2 separate regions of the Rattus norvegicus genome follow, and region 1 is linked to region 2. Evidence: chromatin contacts called from public Hi-C data. All regions are on one chromosome and are shown on one strand. The core of a region is the stretch at or near the end of the contact, and the rest is flanking DNA. Distances in the headings are between cores, read along the strand shown. Region 1 overlaps Hlf (HLF transcription factor, PAR bZIP family member). Region 2 has its middle 63 kb from the start of Mmd.

Region 1 (3,718 bases), core at 201-2,700, 53 kb before region 2:
CGAGCCATCTTACTTCAAGCCTATGAATGGGTACCAATGGGATATTTGCACCCTCGCACCCATTGTGCTTTGACTCTGTGCTCCCCGGGATCCTGGTAGCTGTGCCATAAGGCGTGGATTAAGAAGTGTGTCAGGCAGTGTTGGGAGAAGGGCCCAGAGGCCATACACTGTCTATGAGGAATCTGTAAAGACCTCGGCCGCCCACGGAGTGGAGGAGAGTGGCCCCTGACTTCCTTTGTTCCTCCTGCTTCCTGTGTTTTCCAGTGGCTGCACTTGAGCTCTGCATACAATTAACTTTCAATTATCCCCGAGCCTGATTAGTCAGTTTGCAGATTAACCAAGTCGAAGGCTCACCTGGGTCTGCAAGGTGCTCTTCAACTCAGTAGATCTTGCTGATTAATTAGTTGGTTATGGCTGATTGCCTGCCCAGGGATCCTGAAGCCCTGGGACTGGGCTACTTAGAGCAGGGGAGGCTGATCAAGGGATAACCTTGTCTGTGCCTTTTGATTCTCTTTACTCAGGAGAAGATCAGAGAAAGCTCTGACTTCTCTAACACAGTCCCTGAGAGGTTCAGACACACACTGGGGTCCTGCTGCAGAACACTTCACTCCACCTTTTGTTTCAACCAACATACTTTCCGAATCGGGAAATTTAAGTTGACCACAGGGTGCTGTGAAATTTGAAAGGCATTGCAGTTAGAAATCTAATATGTTGAAAGTAGGCCCAGCCTGCAGAAAGTGGGGGATGTTGACCCCCTCTTCCTCCTCAGTCTGTTAACTTTCTCCCTTCAAACATGTAGACTGACAGCCCCTTCCTCCCCCCTGAACACCAAGCATTGGATCCCATCTGAGGTCTGTGGAGGTCAAGGCCATGGTGACAGTGTGGGCAAGGTGCTGCCTATGAAGAAAGGTAAGTTCCTCAAGATCCCCATCTTCCCAAGGTGGTTATTTGGGATGCTCGAGATTTGGTCTCGTCGTTGTCCTCCTTCACAGAAAGCCGACTACCTGTGCCTGAGTCTCCGTGGGGTGAAAGAGCAGTGATGTATTTGTTGGTCACACCTTACACAAAGTCAGAATAAACTCTGTAACCTGCGGTCGATCTTTCACCGCGTTTGGGACCACCTCGGTTTGGGCAATGGATAACTCCAGTCTTCTGGATAAACCTAGAGAACGTGTCCTCTGAGGATTTGGGCACGTGGAGAAAGAGGGGCATGCGCACATATGTTTAATGGGGTTCCATGTACCAACATGTCTCCCTTTCTGGGTTCTCATCTCACATTTCCCAGACCATCAGGTCATGGGCTCGGTCAGCGTCAGCACCTCTCTCTAGCCAGGGCGGTGAGTTTCTGTGGTCCTCCGTGTTTTCCCAGGGCTGTCAATGTGTATGTACAGTCTAGAGATCACATTCTATTAACAGAAAGAAATCTGCTTGGGCTGCCTGGTTTTGCAGTCACGTGGGGAGAAATGTGTTTCTTTGGTCCGCCAGCCTGCAGCTCTCTGTGCAAAATACAGCAGAGAGCTGGGCACTGGCCAAGCTTACATTTCACTTCGGAACACACTTTCGAATCACTCCTTGGCAGAACATCCCCGGTGGTGGTGTCTATTTGGGGAGTAAGTTAGAGAAGTGTTGTTTTTCTCTTATGAGTGTCAGGAGATAGGACCTTTAGAACATGTTTTACTTTCCCCATCTTCCCATCTTCAGGGTGCCCAGATATCAGTGCGATCCAGGAAAAGGCAGCAACAGCCGCAAAGAGAAGCCTTCTTTTTGTCCCGGGCTGCCCTGCAAAAGCAGTGAAGACAGCCGGCGCTGCCAGGGACGGAGATACTTAAGGCCAGGGTACTAACATCAAAAGCAAATTTCTGCAACTCTGGGGCAAAGGAGCTACTCTCCCAGATAAAGCAACATTGTGGTCCAAATCTTTCTTTCCAAAAGATCTGAGACTTTCCTAAGCTTGGGCCTCAGCCAGCCAGCGAAGGAAGTTACTCCAGCGAGCCTTTGGAATGGCAAATGCTATAAAAATAAACAAACAGACCTCTTCCATTCCCTTCTCTCTCCCTTGTCTATTTTTATAGCCCCCCCTCCACCCCAACCCCGTTGTTCTTTAGCACTCTGTAACACCCTGCCTGCTTGAGACTGCTCCTTTCCCCACCTCCATGTCTCTAGGACCATCCATGGTCGGTGGCTAGTCTGCCTTCCGTAAAACAAAATGCTTAACTCCAAAATGAGGGCTCAGGAGACAGGAAGTCTAATTTAGTCAATCTCCCCCTGTTGCCTCTTGTTCTCTTCTTGTGAAGTGGCGACCTGAAGCCTACCATGAGGCTGAACAGTGAGGTTGCTTTGGGAATTGTAAACCTCCTTGAGAAAGATCAGAATGGTTTAGAAAACATTTGCTGGCATAGTGTGGGCTTCTCTTTCCCTAATGAGCTAGACCCCTCTCATGAAAAGAAACTTTGTCTTACCATCACCCCAACCCATAAAGTACATAAGGATTTCCCAAGGGCCAAGCCTCATTCTCATTCTAGCATTTGAAATCTGGGAAGGTTGGGCTTTCTGTCAATACTGTGTGGCCAAGCAACAACTGATGGGGACCTAGAGAACTTCCCCTGCGGAGGCATGTGTCTGGCTGCTGCCTCCTGGGCCAAATAGCCACTGGGAGCCCCCCACCCCCTTATGCCTAGACTCCCAGAGCCAGATTGCAGCGTCTGCTGGTCAGCTCCTGGTGAAGCCTTTGCTTACTTTGAAGAAGGCAGGAGACAGGGACCCATCCACCTGCCTGGAAACCTGTTGGTAATTAGCTTCAAAAATAATGCCAGCTTCTCACAGGGCTGCTGGGTGCTTAACTCGCAAGAGAGCGTTACTTCACAGAATAACAGCACGGCCATAACATTAATCATTCCAGGGGAGGTTAGGTAAGGTTACCAGAGAGATGAAGTCACCTTGCACCTTCCAAGAGATCTGCAAGTGTTGAGGAATGGCGGGAGTTCAGAGCCACGCCCCCTCCCCTTTGTATATCAAACTGGGATATTTTGAAGTCCTGTTTTCTTTCTGGAGGAGACTGGCGATTAAACCCAGAGCTTCAGACATTCGAAACATACACTTTACTGCTGGGAGATCCACTTGCAAAACCATACCGTCACCTTTTTTTGGTGGAGGACTAGGGGGCTTGGCAAAGTCTCTGAGGAAATGGAGAGTCAGTCACCTTTATCAACATCAGGTGTCGACTTTTCCACTGTGAATGTGTGGATTAATCTCTCAGGGCCTTAAGCATGGTGAATGAATGCCTGGCTAGTTACTGTTTGACACCTAGGGAAAGACTGTCGACCTCTATCCCCACTTAGGGATTCTTTTCTGTATGTAATTTCATTTTACAAATAACAGTGTATATCTTTGTAACATTATAACAATAGGACAGTTATTATCCAAGACCATGCCTGGCCTAAGAGGATCAGTTGTTAAGGTTGTAAGACCTGAATGTTGAGCCCTTCCTGTCACCTGTAGGGTAACTTTAAGCTCACTGGATTTTTGCCTTTTGCAAAAGGAAGGGTTTGTGGAAGGGGATCTTTCTAGGCTCCCACAGCTCTCTACAAGTCATAAGGAGATCTTGTCAATTCTTTGTGACTAGGTTTCTGTCACTAAGACTTCCTCGCTTGTTTTCCACCAGAATAAGTAGCCAGGAAATAATAGCTGACTGAATGAATGATGTATCAAAGATTAAGCT
Region 2 (3,516 bases), core at 483-2,982:
CAGCTAACTTTCCACTAAGCATTGCCATTAAGTACCAGATGTCCTGTAGGGAAAAGCAGCTGTTTGGACACTGCTCCTGAGGCCTCCCTTCTCCCGGGGCCTCATACCACATCCTGGGCCTTTGAGACTGAAGGGAGCTTCTACGCCTTTGCGTCTGGCCCTGTACTTTAAAACACCTGCTCAATGTGTGGGACCCAACAGACCCTGACGCACTCGTTTCTTATAGAAAGATTCCTTTCCCTTCTCAGGCTCTCTAGGCTTCTAGAACTCTCTCATACTCAGCCTGATTCGGCTCCGAGGTTACCTCTTCATTGCTTTTATTCTTAGATTGGCTTTTTCCTCTGTGCTCGAAGTCGAGGACAGATAACATTTGTGCGTGTTCCACGTGCTACCGTGTCTTAAGTGTCGGGACCAGGAATAGCTAGGTTTCTTCTTCCGAACTTCTCTGCCTTTATCTCGGCACCGTGAGTGAGTCATCCAACCAACCATATTTCCTTTGCTTTATTGCCTTGGATGTTCAGAAGCGCCAGAGGCGGGGGTGTCCCTGACCCCACCCTTGCATATTTACCGAATCCCGCGTAGCAATCCAAAATTCTAATCTCACCTCTACTAACCCTTCACTTGTTTTTGTCTCTGCTTTTCTTCCGTCTCGATCCTGACCATTGAATGAAATTATTTATTTGGGTGGCTTTCTCTTCGGGCCAGAAAGCTCAAATCCTGGCTTAAGGTAAACAGCATTAAACAAGTGAGATGTATAGTATATAAAACTGTAATTCTCCCAATACTTCTGCCGCCAACAAGGAAGCTGGGGCTTTGTTTGTTGTTTATTTTGTTTGATTGACCCAAACCTTGACAGTGCTGGGAAGCCCGACTCTTAATTGAGAAAAAAAAAAAAAAAAGTCTCCATAGTATTGGCCTGTAGGCAATGTCCTTAGGCCATTTTCTTAATTACTGATTGGTTAGGAGGGCCCAGCCCATTGTGGGCGTGGCCACCCTGTCAGGTGATTCGAGGGTGTTTACTGAAGCAGGCTGAGCAAGCCTTGGGGGTGCAAGCTTGTAAACAGCACTCTTCTACAGCTTCTCTATCGGCTCGTGCCTTCAGGCTCCTGCCCTGTGTGAGTTTCTGTCCTGACATCCCTTCAGGATAGAATGTGATGTGGAAAGTGTAAGCCGAAAGAAACCCTTTCCTCCCCAGTTGCTTTTAGTCACGGTGTTTTATCACGGCAATGGAAACCGTACCGGAGACAGGGGTTACCTAACATTTTTAAGACCCCCAAAGCTCACTCCAGTAGGTGTTGGCACTTACATTGTGGGAATGCTTAGTAAGAATCTGGGCTTGTGCTGAGTGTCACGTGTAGATTATCTCATTTGTCATTATCACATCACAACAACGCTGCAAAATCGAGGCTCAGAGAGACCAAACCGCTTGGGCAAGCTAACGCTGATTCTGCCATGCAAACACACACGGCCTGGACTTGAATCGCCAGACTCTTTGCAGCCTTCCCAGTGTATAATAGAGATATGCTTACAGACACAAGACTCAAATGACTCATTAAGTGTCCTCTGGCTTCTTTTGAATGCCCAGCTGCATAGCTAGCTATCACCAAGTTTTATCATCTAAAAACTGCTATGGCTGTCTGGCTAGGAATAGGTATTTCTGAGTTTCACAGTTCTCCATGAAACAGATGGATTTAAAAAAAAAATGTCTGTGTGCGGCACTGGATTTTCAAATGCCAGCTTGAGCACCGGCAGAGAGGAAGATCACCCAGCATCTAGGGTGAAAAAAGAAAAGCCTGGGGGAACGGCGGCTCTGCTCGTTGGCGCCACCTACCAGTGAATGTTGGTAATTGCTTGCAGAAAGAAAATAAAATTCCAAACTTCTTGGTCTTGGGTGTCGAGCGTTGCCTGCTTATCTTTTCCTCTCCTACAAATCTTCAAGGAGAGGTGCCTCTATTTTAGAAATTAGAAACCTAGAGTTCACAGGCAACTTGCCAAATAATTTGACCCCAACCTGTGCTCTTGGAACCTTTATACCAGTTCTCAAAAGTACTATTTCTTGTTATCCTGTGCCTTCTGCCTCCTCTTGCATTTGGACTCACAGATACTCCACACTTCATTAAAACTATGGTGAGACTGTAAGAAAGCTTACAGCAGTGGGGAATCCACAGGCTGGAGCTCTCTACCCCCACAGTGTTGCCCAACTCTTGGGGCTGGGCTTCTGGCTAAGGTAGAATCTTAGAAGCTCACACGGATGGATGGAGAAGTGGCAACTCCTTATGATAAGGACCATTCTTTACCGATTAGATGCTGGCCTGGAGCACACTAGAGCACTCTGAATGGGGTTAGGAGCTCCGATGAGCTGTGTGCATGTTAGCTTACCCCAATGACTAGTGCTATCCGACAGTTTGACAGCATCTAGGATCACCTGGGAGATGGGCCTCTGGGCACGTGTGTCAGGATTACCTTGATTGAGACAGTTAAGGTGGAAAGACCCATTCCCTTCAGGTGGCATGGTTTCCTGTCTGGGACCTCAGACTCGGTAAGCAGGAGGAAAGGGCTGAGCATCAGGGAGCACGCACCCATTGCTCTGTGTCTCTTGGTTGTAGACATGGTGATGAGGCGTGACCAGCTGCTTCACGCTCCTGTTGCTATGGTTTCTGTACTGGGGTAGGTTAAACCCTTGAACTGCAGGCCAGAATAAATCCGGTCCCTCTTAAGTAGATTCTATCAGTGTGTTCAACCATACCATCAGGAAAAGCAACGAGGATGTCCATCTACCTCACTCCCATTCCTCATTTTCCAACATCACGATAGCCACACAGAAGCCTCACAAAACCTCAGTGGCTTTGAAAATTGATGTCCAGCAGCCCAGGGAGAGCAGAGCACGTGTGCATCGTCACCCAGACTCTAACTGCAGGGTCTGATGCTTATTTGACCTAACTGGGAGCTCCCTTAAGAGCTCCAGGCCTAGATTATTGTCTTAAATAAAAACCAGTGGTAAGTTTAGTGTATAAATAGGTTTCATTATGATGTATATCATAATATATACCATGACGAATATATATAATGATATATACCATAATGAATATATAATGATATAGCATAATGAATATATAATGATGTATATATCACAGTATATATCATAATGAATATACGATATCATTGTTCTTTGCTCTCGTTTATGCTTCCCCCACGTTGCCCGGTCCCTTCTCCTCACTCCTCCTGGTCCTCTTCTTTTCCTAAATGGTAGCATCCTTTCTACTTCCATGGATGGATGGATGGATGGATGGACAGGTAGATATAGTATGAGTGCATATGTGTATATAGGTAAACCCAGATTTCATATCTGAGAAAATAAACCATGATATTTGCCTTTCTTTCCCCCCACTCCTCTCTTGTTCTTTCTGCCCCTCTCTCTCCATCCTCAAAGTTTTTCTTTATTTCCATGTCATATGCGGATCTGGCAGGCATTGTCATGCCACGTGTATCCGAGTATAGATTCCACGCAGGAGAGAA

Evidence for each region. Hi-C and Micro-C count contacts between places; a contact is called where the count stands out from the background.
Region 1: a Hi-C map of frontal cortex shows a contact between it and region 2, with 2.0 times the contacts expected there. The contact joins two enhancer-like sites. A contact is called at or near these places in 3 of 12 Hi-C or Micro-C datasets (frontal cortex, liver and prefrontal cortex).

Annotation. Positions count from the first base shown.
Region 1 is chr10:75,684,538-75,688,255 of GRCr8, reverse strand. All of the region lies in intron 2 of Hlf (HLF transcription factor, PAR bZIP family member), which reads left to right. Among named protein-coding and RNA genes, the nearest start is that of Hlf, 22 kb to the left of the region's middle. Within about 2 kb of position 1,450, at least 27 of the 93 cell types and tissues checked have an H3K27ac peak or open chromatin away from gene starts, as enhancers often do.
Region 2 is chr10:75,631,652-75,635,167 of GRCr8, reverse strand. No RefSeq gene overlaps it. Among named protein-coding and RNA genes, the nearest start is that of Mmd, 63 kb to the right of the region's middle. Within about 2 kb of position 1,732, at least 5 of the 93 cell types and tissues checked have an H3K27ac peak or open chromatin away from gene starts, as enhancers often do.